Linked DNA regions of Sus scrofa: regions 2 and 3 are each linked to region 1. Evidence: chromatin contacts called from public HiChIP or PLAC-seq data. All regions are on one chromosome and are shown on one strand. Each heading gives the region's core, a stretch centred on a gene start, on an enhancer-like site or on the middle of the called end of the contact. The rest is flanking DNA. Distances are from core to core; before and after follow the strand shown.

Region 1 (4,387 bases), core at 1,372-3,871:
TTATTTTAAAATCTGATCCCCCTCCCTTTTTCCCATCTTACCCCTTGGTTTGAATTCTCTGCTGGGTTATTTCAGTTGGTTTGGTAGGGGACCAAAGTCCTGTCCTCCGCCAGAACTAAGTTCTTAGGTTTGGGGGTTTTTTCCTTTTTTTACAGTGATGAGAAGGGACTCCTGTCATGTTGGTTTCTAGTGTATGAAATACTGTCTGCTGTGTTCTGTATTATTTTTTGACTAACTGTATGGAAAGTTGTCAGTAAATACTTTGTCAGAGGATGGATTTTTAATTCTGCTCAGAATCCTGGTTTAATCACAGGGTTTTGTTTTGTTTTGTTTTGTTTTTCCCCCCAAAGAATGGAAAACTTCCCTGCTCCATGCACACAAAGGCCCTTCATCATCTTTGCACCAATGGTGTATCTCAGTCCTCCTGCATTGGTGGCTCTCAGCTCCTCAGCTCTTTGGGCGCTGGACTACATCTGCATTTGTTTTTTATCTTGGCTGAGAGCAGATGGGTTTCATTTTGTACCCAGTCCATGCCGACCAGCGCAGAGCTCATGCACGGGAAGGGTTTGAGTCTGAAGGGTAGCCTGCGGCTGTGGTAGTTTTTAGCTTTTGTTTCCCTGTCCTAAACAATGTGTGTGTATCCATCAGTTTGAGCTGTAGCTACAAAGCACCCATCTTTAGGCCTTTTTGAAAGCAGGTAGTCTTTAGCAGTTGCGTGGTCTTGTCATGGGAGGAGCAGTGCAATATTAATGCCAAGGGGTCTTGGGTGCCATGGATCTGCGCCACCTCCTTCTCTTGTTCAGCCTCCCTTCTAGCCTTAATGCAGCAGCCCGGGGATACCCAATTGGAGACAGCTGCCTCGGACTCCCAGGCACATTGGAAGCCACTTGCTGGAATGGAGAGTAGGCGGCAGCTTTCATGGGTTAATTCTTGAACTTTTCCTGGTGTTTGTGAATTCTGGTTTTTCCTTCAGCTGTTTGGGGCTGATGTGTCAATGGACTGGGCTTCTGCGCAGTCACTGGAGCTTTGTGAGAACACTGAATTGCTGGCCTGAAGAGTTTTTGAGGGAGTCCTGTGGGCTATAGGAAGATGCTCTTGTTAACTGTCGTAACTTTGCCAGGTTCAAGGTGGGAACGCATGCCTTGGCCTCTTGCCCTGATACTGAGGAGGTGGGGACCCCTGGAAGATAGGTGCTTCTGTGGGGAAGTGTCACAGTTGCCGAGGTGTTGGGCAGTGCCAGAGCTCAAAGCCATTCAGGCTGAGCTGGGGAGGAATGTGGAGGCATCCTCAAGCTGGGAGGGAGAAATGGTTTCAGAGAAGTCTCACGTTCTTTGGCCACTTGTCTCTGCTGAGGGTATGACCAGCATTGGCCGATAAAGCCAGCAGTGTCAGGGACCAGAGAGGGAAATCAGTCACACAACAATTGTCACAAGAGAACATAGCTCAAACACCATTTTCCAGAATGTTTGTGGCAGTTGAGATGTTCCAAAAGATGTTCCAACTTGTTCACAGTCAAGGTTGAAGGAGAGCAGGAGCTCCAGTAAAGGAAATGAGTCCCAAGTGACCAGGAGCTCTGGGTTCTGTTGGTCCTGCCGTCCTCTCTGGGTCTGGTCCACCACCCTGGCTGGCACGAGGCAGCACGGGTGACAGCTGGGATGTTTTGAGAGTTTGTAAGGTAGAGGCAGGGCCTCAGTGTGCATTCATGGAGGATATGTACCTTTCCACAGGACAATGAAAGAGGTGACTTTTCCAGACCTTAATAATTGAAGCAGGAAAAGGAAGGGGCCTGGGAAGTACTCCTTGGGCTTCAGCTGATGCTCATGAGAGAACAAGCATGTTCCTAACAGAACATTTAACACAGGGAAGTGTTAGATGTGCTTGTCTGTTTGTACTTGAGCTTTGGTCACCACTGCCAGGTATCTGAGCAAAGCAGTGCAGGGCACAGGCCGCAGCTGCACCATTCCAGGCATTGGCACCACCAGAAGCAGGAGTGGGCCTCATCTTGTGTAGAGCAGATGAGGCAGAGGTGAAGGCACACTACCAAATGTCTGGGTCACTGGCCAGAGCTGCCAAGCTCTGTTTAAGCCCCAAACTTTTCTGGGCTCTTCCTTTATAGAGTGGGTGCTTGGGCCCCAGAGTACTATGCCTCCCAGCCTGTCTAGACAGAAACCTGCTGGGTAACCTGGTTGGAGAAGACACTTAAACCCTTGCTTTATTCACCGTTCTTCAGGGATAGGTGCTCTCCAGCCCCAGAATGAATGACTGTTTTGGCGAAGAACCACACCCCGCTGTCTGACCATCCTCCTCTTCCCTGGACCCTCTTCTCAACTCCTTTCTTCTGCTCTTAAGACACAGCAGATTCTGTAACAGTCTCTCAGAACGGCCTTGGCCAGCACCAGCAAGGGTAGGTCGCGTGGTCAAGGCCCTGGCTGGGTGATGGTGCTGCTGCCCCCGAGAGAGAATGATGTGGCTGCAGGCATCCAGTGCCGCCTCCGGGGGTTCAGGTCCTAGCTGAGATGTGGCTTAAAGGCAAAATTTGTCCCACTGGTGGTTTGCTACTGTTCTACATGTTTCTTCCTCAGTGACTCAGATTCTGAGCCCTGGCAGAGTAAGAAAGGGCTGATGTTTCCGTAACCTCTTCGGGCACTTCCCTAAGGGTGTGTTGTCAAGTCAACCAGGATTCTGCTTCCTATTAGAGGTCCCCATCTCCACCTGAGAGACCTGCAGTGCTCCCAGGAGCAGCTGGCAGAGTTCAGGGAGACAGTGGCTTGCTTGAGTTAATAATTAGAATACAATGCTTTTAGTACTGCTTGACTTTAACCTGTTTTCTTCTAGTGTATCAGCAGTCAGATATTCCACGGGTTAGGTGTTAGCAACGTGTTTAAGCTGAGGCATGAAGCAATGTAAGAGCTGAGACCTCTGCTCTCTAGAGGACCAAGAGGTGCCTGTGTGACACGGGCCTACTTCATGTGTGTGATGACCTGTATGGTGCTCCGAAGCCCAGCAGGGCTTTACCGGCCCCTGGTGAGTTTTAGCTGTCTTGTCTTGCTTGTTTACTTCACATTTGTCCACTTTTCTCAGTAAAGGGGGAAAAGTCTCTTAAGCTATAAATAACTCTAGGATAGAAACCCTGTGAACCCAAAGGAAGAGAGAGCCTAGGGGTCTCCTAGAAGGGGGCGGAGTGGGGCGGGGTGAGTGAAAAGGTAAGAGCACCCGGTACTTTTCCTGTTGGTAGCACAGTTTAATCACAGGCCAGTTTTAGAGGCCTGTGAAAGACCTGCAAACCCAGCCTGACCAAGCTCCAGATGCCCCTAAACCACCAAAACTGAAGAACTGCCTGGGTCTACTGTTGTACTCCCTTAAAAAAGGTCACGAGAGTCACCCAACTATGGGGATGGCCAAAATGCTTTCACTCCTTAGCTTTGCCAGCTCACTACTCCAAAACGTCCCAGGACCCCTAACTCTCCAGCTCCACCAAATCTCTACTCTGGAGCTGCCTTCTTGCTTCAGAACCTAGGAAAGAGAGGTGTGGCCAGTGGACAGTGCCCTGAGTGACCCCTCCGCCCCCTGCCCAGTCCTCTGGGGGCAGGAGGCAGTCCAGGGCTGGACGCTGTGCCTAAGCTGCTTTTCGCCTCAGAGTGCTTTATTTGGGCAGACGGTGTTCTTCTCCCATCCTGGACTGCCTCTCTTGGAAGGCGTCTTCTTTGTTGCCTGGCTAGAGCTGAAAGGAAAGGGACAGACCCTACTTTGGTAAAAAAAAAAAGAACAGGGAAAGGCCATAAACAAACGAAGACAGACTTGTAGTTTATTTTGTATTTTTTTTAAATAAATACACTTTACATTAAAGAAAAAGGCCTTTGATTTGTAATTTCCACATTGGGGAGAAAGGGAAGAAAAACAGATTTTTGAAAAACTGAATCACAAAGAAAAATAGAGGGAGTGAACTTATATCCTAAGTTCCCTCAACTCCACAAAACCAATATCCACAATGACCTTGCTGCCCCCAAACCATGAAGGTGGGTGAACCTAGGCATTTACTCAGCAAACAAGCAGTGTCTTCCTCCCCCCACCTCTGGCATGAAGGAAAACAAATTAACTTGACAGCATATGAGGCAACAAAATGGGTTAAAAAATCATATATTATATTTATAATAAAATATTCTTAATCCTTATCAATTTAAGAAACCACGATTTTCCTTTTCATTTAAATACGTATGTAAAAATGCCTCTATATTGTTCTTTAGACATCATTTTCTTCCATAGAAAATGAAGTGCCGGGACAAGAGACCTGGTGGATATAAGTTCATACCCTCAGTTATAAATGCCTTTTTTTTTTCTTTTTAAGTTTTATAAAAAACTATTTCTTGTTCTTTAAGTAAAGAACATT
Region 2 (3,914 bases), core at 408-2,907, 550 kb before region 1:
ACCTAGGCCTCCCCTCTCAGCTCTGTGCTCATTCCCATGCCTGGAAATATGGGGCTTTTGCTTGGGGACACCTTTTATGAAGGATAATGAACCTCTTGTAGCAATGGTCTGGTGGGCTGAAGTAGTCAAGAGGGGCTTCTTAGAAGAGGAGGTAAAGTCCAGTTCACCAGAGAAAGGGTGTGAGATACAGCAGGGAGCAAGTTTGGCCATGTTGTCATGTCTCATTTGCTGAGCCTTCTTGAGTCCTCCTCAATTTAATCTTATTCTGTCCTCATGATGGGTTGTGAGGGTTTCTTCCCTTTACCTTCACTTAATAGATTTGTTCATTAAGCCCGCAAATATTATCTGAGCCAGTGCTCTGTGCTGGTACCGGAGCCCACGGGTGACCAGGCAGACTGGCCCTGCCCTTGTGGGCCCACAGTCTGATGTGGGAGGCAGCATCATGCTGGCCTGACTGGGGAAATGGCCACCTGATCTGTGGCCAGTCACTTCCCTTCTCTGTGCCTCAATTTCTCAGCTAAGGAATGGTGGTGATACTTACAGTGCTCAGAACAGAGCCAGGCACATTGAAAGTGCAATATCCTCATGGATGTGTTTGTTTAAAGAGTTATCAAAGGAACAAGCTAATTGTAGGTCATGACCAAGTGCTGCACAGGAGAGAGGTAGAAGGGGCGATGACGTGGGCGCTTTCTGGGGAGCTGGCAATGTTTTTGTCTTGATGGGGTATGGGTCACAAGGTGTGCACAGTTGTCAAAATTCCTTGAACCAGACTCTTGAGACTTGTGTAGGTAAAGTACACTTGATTTTATGTAGAGTATACTTCAATAGACAAGCATATATAGAAAAAAAGAAAAAGAAAGGCTGAAAGGAGAATAAGAGACCTTTGAGGTCCTCTTCAGACAGAGTGGTCAGGGAAGGCTTCTGAGAAGAGATGACACTGGGACTCCTGGAAGAGGAAGAGGCTCTGGCTATGGGGAAGAAAGATGAGAATACTGAGGATCTAAGGGGTTTGGGCCTACATTCAAGGTCAACCCAAGAGACCAAGAGTGACAGCCCAGGAGAATTCTTGGCAGCGGGCCCTGGATGGGGCCAGGTGCAGGGCTTGGGCCCCTGTAATCCCCTTGTAGAGAGGCCTGGGGGCATTTATTACATTTTCTTCAGACAGCTCTCTCCCTGCCTCTGTGTCTGTTCTCAGGGCCTTGGCACTTAGGGAAGGAATTAAAATAGGCCTAGGCACTATTTTAATCTGTGTAGGAAATGGGTTCCTAAATATGGAGTGAGCAGGGTGGGAGGCATTGAGAGACTCCAACTCAGGGCAGCTCCACCTGCTTCTCCACCCAAGCAAAGCACAGGGTACAGGCCCAGGCCATGAGGCTCTTGGGTCTTTCCTCAGCCATCCACCTCCTTTCTCCTTTCCCTCTCATACCCCCTGTCTCCTTCCAGCCCCATGCTCATCATCCCATCCTTTATTTGTTTAGGAGCCCAGTGTTTCCTGCCAGGCCTCAGCCAGGAACTCCCAGGTTAAACTGACCTACCTCTGTTTTCAAGCTGCTTCCAGCTTGGTGGGAGGTTCAGAGACAAAACCCATTAGGGGAAGTGCTAGGAGAACTTTCCAGAGGAGCTACATCTGACTGAGCCCAGAAGGTTCCTCAAAAAGGAGGAACGAGATGGAGTGAGAGTGCACATGGAGTGGACAGAGGGTGAGACCTGTTTGGGACCAGAACATACATCATTCTGACCAGAACTGAAAGTGTTCTGGGGTCAGGGTAGCAGGAAGTGGTCTGGAAGAGGAAGGAATGGCCTGAATGCCAGGAGAGGAGGTAGACATACTCTTACTTGGAGGACTAGGACTGTTTTTGTTGTTGTTGTTGTTTTTGCTTTTTAGGGCCACATGTGCGACATACAGAAGTTCCCAGGTTAGGGGTTGAATTGGAGCTACACAGCCACAGCAACACCAGTTCTGAGCTGGGTCTGCGACTTACACCACAGTTCATGGTAATGCCGGATCCTTAACCCACTGAACAAGGCCAGGAGTCAAACCTCATCCTCAGGGACATTATGTCAGGTTCTTAACCCACTAAGCCACAGCAGGAGCTTCCTATGTCTGGGAATTTAAAGAGAGGCCTTGGGAAATAGGTAGAGAAAGGCCAGAGAGCAAGGTGGGGCTGAGGACCCCATTGAAAACATTCCAGTAGTGATCCTGGGATTTTAGGAAAGAAGAGAGAGACCTGGTAAAGGGGTCGGGTGCCAGAAGTAGGGCAGAGTGAGGAAGGTGTCAAGGAGCTGGGGCCCCTGAGAAGACACAGTCAGGTCCGGCCAGGGAAGGTGGTCAGGGAGAAGGGTTAGGAGGCCCAGCAGTGAAGGGGTTCAGAGAGAATAGAGCAGGAAGAGAGAATGGCATATCTTTGGTCCTGTGGCTAAAGCCTGAGGCACCGCTGACTAGTGCCACTTCAGGACACAGTTGGGGGGAGCTGGTGTGCTGAGTGGAAGTGACTGAACCTCTGCCCCCAGTACTGCTGTTAAGTAAGAAGCTGGTTCTCAGGAGCTGTGTAGTCAAATCACAAGGCAGGGAACAGAGGGGTGTCCTGGGGGACAAAGGCAGCATGAGCAAGAGATCCATGTTTTTGAGGCTGGGAGTGTCTATCTACAGCCAGCCCCCTTTACAACCCCATTCTGAACTGGTTAGTGGAGCAGGGACCCTGGAGCTGGAGGAGGGGCTTGCCCAGCTCCTTGCATTCCAGGCTAGGGTCAAGGTGAACAGCTTCAGAGATAGAAAGCCAAGGGGCAGCAGATGTGAGAACCCACTACCTTCCTCTCTGCCCTAGTTGATCTGTGCCTAGAGAGTTTGATCCTTGAGCCTACCCCACACAGTGCCCTGGAGGAGGGGAAGCCATGCTGCAGAGGATGAAACCAAGGCCAGAGGTGGCCTAGGGTCCTGCAGGTACTGAGCAAGATGGAGCTGATCTGAGCTATTTTGGGTTCCATCCCTGGTCCTCAGCCCTGCTCAAGTAGGAAGCATATGTGAGCAGCCCTAAGGGGCATGGCTTCTCCCTGCTCTCCCCTTACTGGGCCACCTCCCCCTGCAGTCTGACTTCTCCACCTCCTACACCTCCTCTGAGCAGGACCTCTTCAGGGTCTTGCTCATTTCCGGTGATTGGCCTTAAGTTTGGCAGCCACAGCCCAGAGCTAAGTTAACCTGAGCAAGGATCCTGCCGCTCGCCTACCTGCTGCCTGCCTTGCTGTGATGCATCCTGTGGGGATGACTCTGTTACTACTTCATTTTACGGAGTTGTGGGCTGTGGCTTGGAGCTGTGAATGTTTGCCTGAGGTAACACTGAGTCACTGGTGGAATTTAGGCCCAAGTTCAGAGCTCACCCCACCAGGCAGTTACCTCCCTCCCTTAAGCAGGATCCTCTCTGCCCCCAGATAATGCCTCTGGGCCCACAACTCTTGTGCCATCCCACAGCAAAAATGAGGTTCAGGGGATGTGCGACTCCTGGCCTGGGGTCTCACAGATGCTGTGTGATTTGACTATAAAACCCACTCAATTTTCACTTCACTCGCTGCTCCCAGGAAGGGAGGGAGGGGCATCTCTGGCCTCTGAGCCCATCCAAGCTTTCAGCCACCTCCTGGGCCTTCCCGAGCTACCAGCCAAGCTGCTTGAAGCTGACCCTCAATCAAGTCCAGAGGTTCGTTGGATCACAAATCAGGACAAGCTGGATTCTCATTTTGCCCTTCACAAGCTGGGTGACCTTAGGAGGGTCATAGGCTTCTCTGAATTTACATGTCCTTGTCTGCAAAGTGAGGGTAGTGGCACTATTTAGGTGGCTACTGGGGAAGTGGGTTTTGGGCCTGACACTTTCTGTGCCTACCCGCCCTCAGCTCCTATACGACAGCCCCAAGGCCCGGCAGGA
Region 3 (4,233 bases), core at 976-3,475, 590 kb before region 1:
AGTCACACAGGGTGCCTGGCTCTGGAGCCACCTATATATAGCAGGGCACCAGTGTCCCCTAGAAACCCAGTCACTGCCACCCAGAAGCTCTTTCCACTCAGGGTGGGTGGTTCTAGATCCAGTCCTCCCACAGCATCTGCTCAGGTAGGCTAGCCTGACCTGGGAGCAGGTGCCAGGGCCTCTCAGTGGCGGAGAATGCAGCAATCCCACTGCCTGCTGCTTCAGGTAGCCCCAGAGAACCAGCGCCCCAAAGCAAAGGCGTAGTGGTGAACTATGTCCCTAGGCTGCCCCACCATCCTCCTGCAAGGGGTCAAAGGACTGTGCTCTGTCACAGCCCCGCCTCGTAGCCCCCGCCCAGACATTGAGGCTCAGCTTTCTCCACCCCAGAACTGGCCTCTGGAGGATGGGCTAGGGGCCCCCTTCTCTGTAACATGCTGTGGGTGGGTGGGTTGCAGGCTTGGAGCTGTGCTCTGTGAGAGCCAAAGAGTAACCTGAGGGCATGAGGGAAGTGGCAAGTCCCTGCCCACACCTCTGTCCACCCTTGGCTGGGGAGGTATTCTCCATTCTGAGGGTTAACAGGTCCTAAGTGGTTAAAAGGCTATCTCAAGGTCACCTAGCCAGAAAGGGAGGCCCTTACTTTTTCTCTACATAGTCCAGACATGCTCTCCCTGCCCCATCAGCCAGGCTTCAAGGCCCCCGCTGACCCTGGGACCCTGTGAGGGGAACACTCATGGCCACACACTCAAAGTGTGATTAGGCCCTAACCCAGTCCCACACAACTGCTATGGTCTTCCTGGGGGCTCTGTAGCTTCTCTTTTTAATTCTCTCTCTCTTTTTTTTTGGTGGGGGGGGGCTTTTGTCTTTTTAGGGCCACACCTGAGGCATATGGAGGTTTCCAGCTTAGGGGTCCAATCAGAGCTACAGCTGCCAGCCTACACCACAGCTCACGGCAGCACCAGATCCTTAACCCACTGAGCAAGGCCAGGGATTGAATCCGCCACCTCATGGTTCCTAGTCGGATTTGCTAATCACTGAGCCATGACAGGAATTTCTCTTTTTATTCTCTAAGTAGGGAAACTGAGGCTCCAACAGACCAGATGTGTGCTCATGACTCCACAGCTGGGCATCAGTGCTAGGACCATCCCAGCTGGCTTAACACCAGAGCTGGGTTCTGTACCCAACTGTGGGATAGAGATCTGAGGGGAAAGACCCTGTAGGAAAAGACTGGCCTGAAGGAGAGACAGAAATCCTGGCCAGACGTTGCCTGTTCATCAGCAAGGGACTCAATGAGCAGGGCCTGGCTCTGCTGATCCTGCTTTGCCCTCCCTCCTCATCCCTCTTAGGCCTTCATACCCCTGGCTGCTCACCAACCTGGGCAGCACAGTTGCACCTAACATCCCACTTTCTCCTGTGCCCCCCTCCACACACACTGTCCTTCCTCCCAGGCATGCATGACCCCTTTTTTCCCTATAGTTGTCCACTCTGTGCCTATCCCTGGGCTGAACACTGGGTACTGCCAAAGCTGTGCCAGACCTGGGCCTGTCCTGGTCCTCTTTTGAGGGGTCCTGCAGAGGCAGTGCAGAGATAGGGGAGTCTAAGGAGGTACCTGCAGGCAGGGAGTGCTTCCTGGAGGGAAGCTGAGGCCTCTGCATCCCCTCCCCCTCACCTAGGTCACTGCCCTGTCCTCTGAGCCTCTCTCCCTGGAGTGCCCAGCAGGTTCCAGGAATCGTCCCTTTGCTCTGCAGAGCTGATTCCAAGAACTGTGGCTCTTGGCAGCGTTCACTCAGGATCCTTTCCTAGAACATTGGCCTGGCCCTACCCAGGCTGCTGGAGTCTCATTGGGCAGCGGGTGGAGGGAGTGAAGGAGGGGGTGCCCTGGGCGGGGCCTCTGTAGGGTCCAGACATTCGGAGGCCGAGGCCAGAGCGAGGGGGTGGCCACACCAAGGTGGGGGCAGGAGGTCAGTGTGTGTGAAGGCGCTTTGACTCCAGTCAGCGATGGGGGTGGGGTAGGCCCAATGAGAACCTTCATCTCAGAGCCTCCTAGCACACACAAGAGGCTCACTCCTCAGGTCCAGAACTTGGGCTCAGCTTGCTATACTCCACCCTCCATCCCTCAACCCCCACCCAAAGATCCCATCTTATAGGCAAATGGCACAAGCCTTACTCTGGCCTCAGAGCAGGCTTTTATCAGATAACCTCCAGAGGTACAGGCCAGGGAATGGGAGTGGCAGTTTCTAAGCAGGGAAAGGGGCATGGGACAGTCAGTCCTTGGAAGGACATGACACTGTATTATTAATCTTGTTATAATTTCACTTTGCCTGACAGGAAATTACCCCACCCCATACCCTCAGGTTGGGTAGGTGGGGGTTGGGGGTGACAGGCCCTGATTCATGGGCAAGGACAGGGCCCCACTTCCCTCAGGGTCACTGGGCCTCCCCCCTGGGGTGTGTCCGCCACCCCCACCCCCTCTGAGCTGGCGCCAGGCCTGCCTACCCGCCTGGGACCTGCCAGATCACATTGAGCAACCAGTTCCTGAGAAGCGTTGAAGGCTGTTTGGTTTAAAATTAACTCCCCCGCTCCCCTCCCCCTGCCTGCAGGCCTCCTCCGAGTTCTTGGAAGAGGCGCTGTGCTCTTTCTTCCTGGGAAGAGGCCTCCAGCCACAGCTGCTGATTCTCATGAAAACACCTCACCCGGGGTGGGGGTAGGGGTGTGCCCATGCCACACCTTCTCTGCCCTCTAATTCTCTGCCCTCCCCGAGGCCCAGGGATCCTCCTGGAACCTAGCACACCCCAGTTCATCCGCTGAGACCCAGAGGAGCAAGGGTGTGATTGTCAAGGTCCTGAGAGCAGGTGCTACTTCCCCAAAGCTCACAGCCCTCCCCCACCTGCTGGCTCTGAGTGAAGAGAAAAAGGGCTATAGAGACCCAGTCTGGGCACCTCTGGGATAGAGTGAGCATGAGCTGATCACACTGAAAGCAAACCCAGGGCTTTGGTCTACTTTGAGACATGTATGGCTCAGGGATATAGAGCAACCTGGCCACTGTCACACAGCTTTGCCTGTCTAAGCTCAGCCTGCCCACTAGACCTTGCAAGGATGCCCAGAGGCCAGTCCCAACAGGCATGCACACTGGAGTTAAGAGCTCTATTTGTCTCTTACCCACACTCCTCTCAGTGCCCTGGGAACCCATCTGCCTCTGGATAAACCTTCATTTTCCAGTGTCTCCTTGGGCTTTGGAAAAAAGGCTTCTTGAGAACCCGCTCTCCTAATGGCTCCTCTTACCATGGCCATCTACCCGAAGGAGCTGAGAAAAACAAAGGAATGTTGGCCAAGTGGAAAGGTCAACACACACACACACACACACACACACACACGCACACACATGCACAGAGCTGTTGCTCAGAAGTAGAGCTGGAGGGGTGGGGAGGGAGAAGTGCTTCTTGGGAGAAGACTGAGGGGTGAGAGGAACTTTTAAGGACAAAGCTTTGGGAGTTTCCATTGTGCCTCAGTGGGTTAAGGACCTGGTATAGTGTCCCTGAGGATGTGGGTTCAATCCCTGGCCTTACTCAGTGGGGTTAAGGATCTGGCATTGCCGCAAACAGTGGCATAGGTCACAGATGTACCTTGGAGCTGATGTTTCTGTGGTTGTTTTGTAGGCCTCAGCTACAGCTCTGATTCAACCCCTGGCCTGGGAACTTCCATATGTCCCTGGTGCAGCCCTAAAAAAGCAAAAAAAAAAAAAAAAGGAAGAAAAAACAAAGCTTTGGCCCAATCCAGACTATGAATGAAATCTTCACCTCTGATGGAGGAGGAGCCTGGGTCTGGTGACAGGAAAGGCCAGTCTGGCTCATCAGCATCAGTGCTGGGTGTGGAGAGAGTCCCTGGAATAGGGCTATACCTGAGGAGCATTTGCTGGATTCCACTCCCCCTCCATCCACACCTCAGAGTGGGGTCTCCCTAGTGAAGGCTGCGCAGTGGAATAGTCCTAGAGGACTGCCTGGGGGTGCCATGGCCCCCCCAAGTTCCTTCAGCCGTCAGAGGCCATTTCTTACACTCACGGCACTGCCTGCTTCAACCAGGTCTGAGTGGTGGAAGCAACTGTCTTTCCATTGAGCATAAAGCTTTGGCCACACAAAAACGCTCCTCCTGCTTTGGGCCTTCCCCGTCTCCTCCTGTTCACAGTGAGCATCAGTTTCTACTTACCCTGTATTCTCCCAAAGCCAGGCATGGCCACTT

What was found. HiChIP or PLAC-seq counts read pairs in DNA pulled down with a chosen protein or histone mark.
Region 2: a contact with region 1 is called in an H3K27ac HiChIP or PLAC-seq map of alveolar macrophages. The contact joins two enhancer-like sites.
Region 3: a contact with region 1 is called in an H3K27ac HiChIP or PLAC-seq map of alveolar macrophages. The contact joins two enhancer-like sites.

Annotation. Positions count from the first base shown.
Region 1 is chr13:33,667,195-33,671,581 of Sscrofa11.1, forward strand. It overlaps RBM15B (putative RNA-binding protein 15B), which reads left to right. Exons shown (of 1, transcript XM_003132238.4): 1 at 1-3,853. DCAF1 (protein VPRBP) reads right to left here. Exons shown (of 24, transcript XR_002337541.1): 24 at 3,782-4,387. Among named protein-coding and RNA genes, the nearest start is that of RBM15B, 5.0 kb to the left of the region's middle. Within about 2 kb of position 2,622, at least 2 of the 83 cell types and tissues checked have an H3K27ac peak or open chromatin away from gene starts, as enhancers often do. A contact at or near this core is called in alveolar macrophages, where this site is marked.
Region 2 is chr13:33,113,369-33,117,282 of Sscrofa11.1, forward strand. MAPKAPK3 (mitogen-activated protein kinase-activated protein kinase 3) reads left to right here. Exons shown (of 11, transcript NM_001143717.1): 3 at 3,883-3,914. Among named protein-coding and RNA genes, the nearest start is that of MAPKAPK3, 18 kb to the left of the region's middle. Within about 2 kb of position 1,658, at least 14 of the 83 cell types and tissues checked have an H3K27ac peak or open chromatin away from gene starts, as enhancers often do. A contact at or near this core is called in alveolar macrophages, where this site is marked.
Region 3 is chr13:33,075,191-33,079,423 of Sscrofa11.1, forward strand. All of the region lies in intron 3 of LOC106505607 (a long non-coding RNA gene), which reads left to right. Among named protein-coding and RNA genes, the nearest start is that of CISH, 13 kb to the right of the region's middle. Within about 2 kb of position 2,226, at least 53 of the 83 cell types and tissues checked have an H3K27ac peak or open chromatin away from gene starts, as enhancers often do. A contact at or near this core is called in alveolar macrophages, where this site is marked.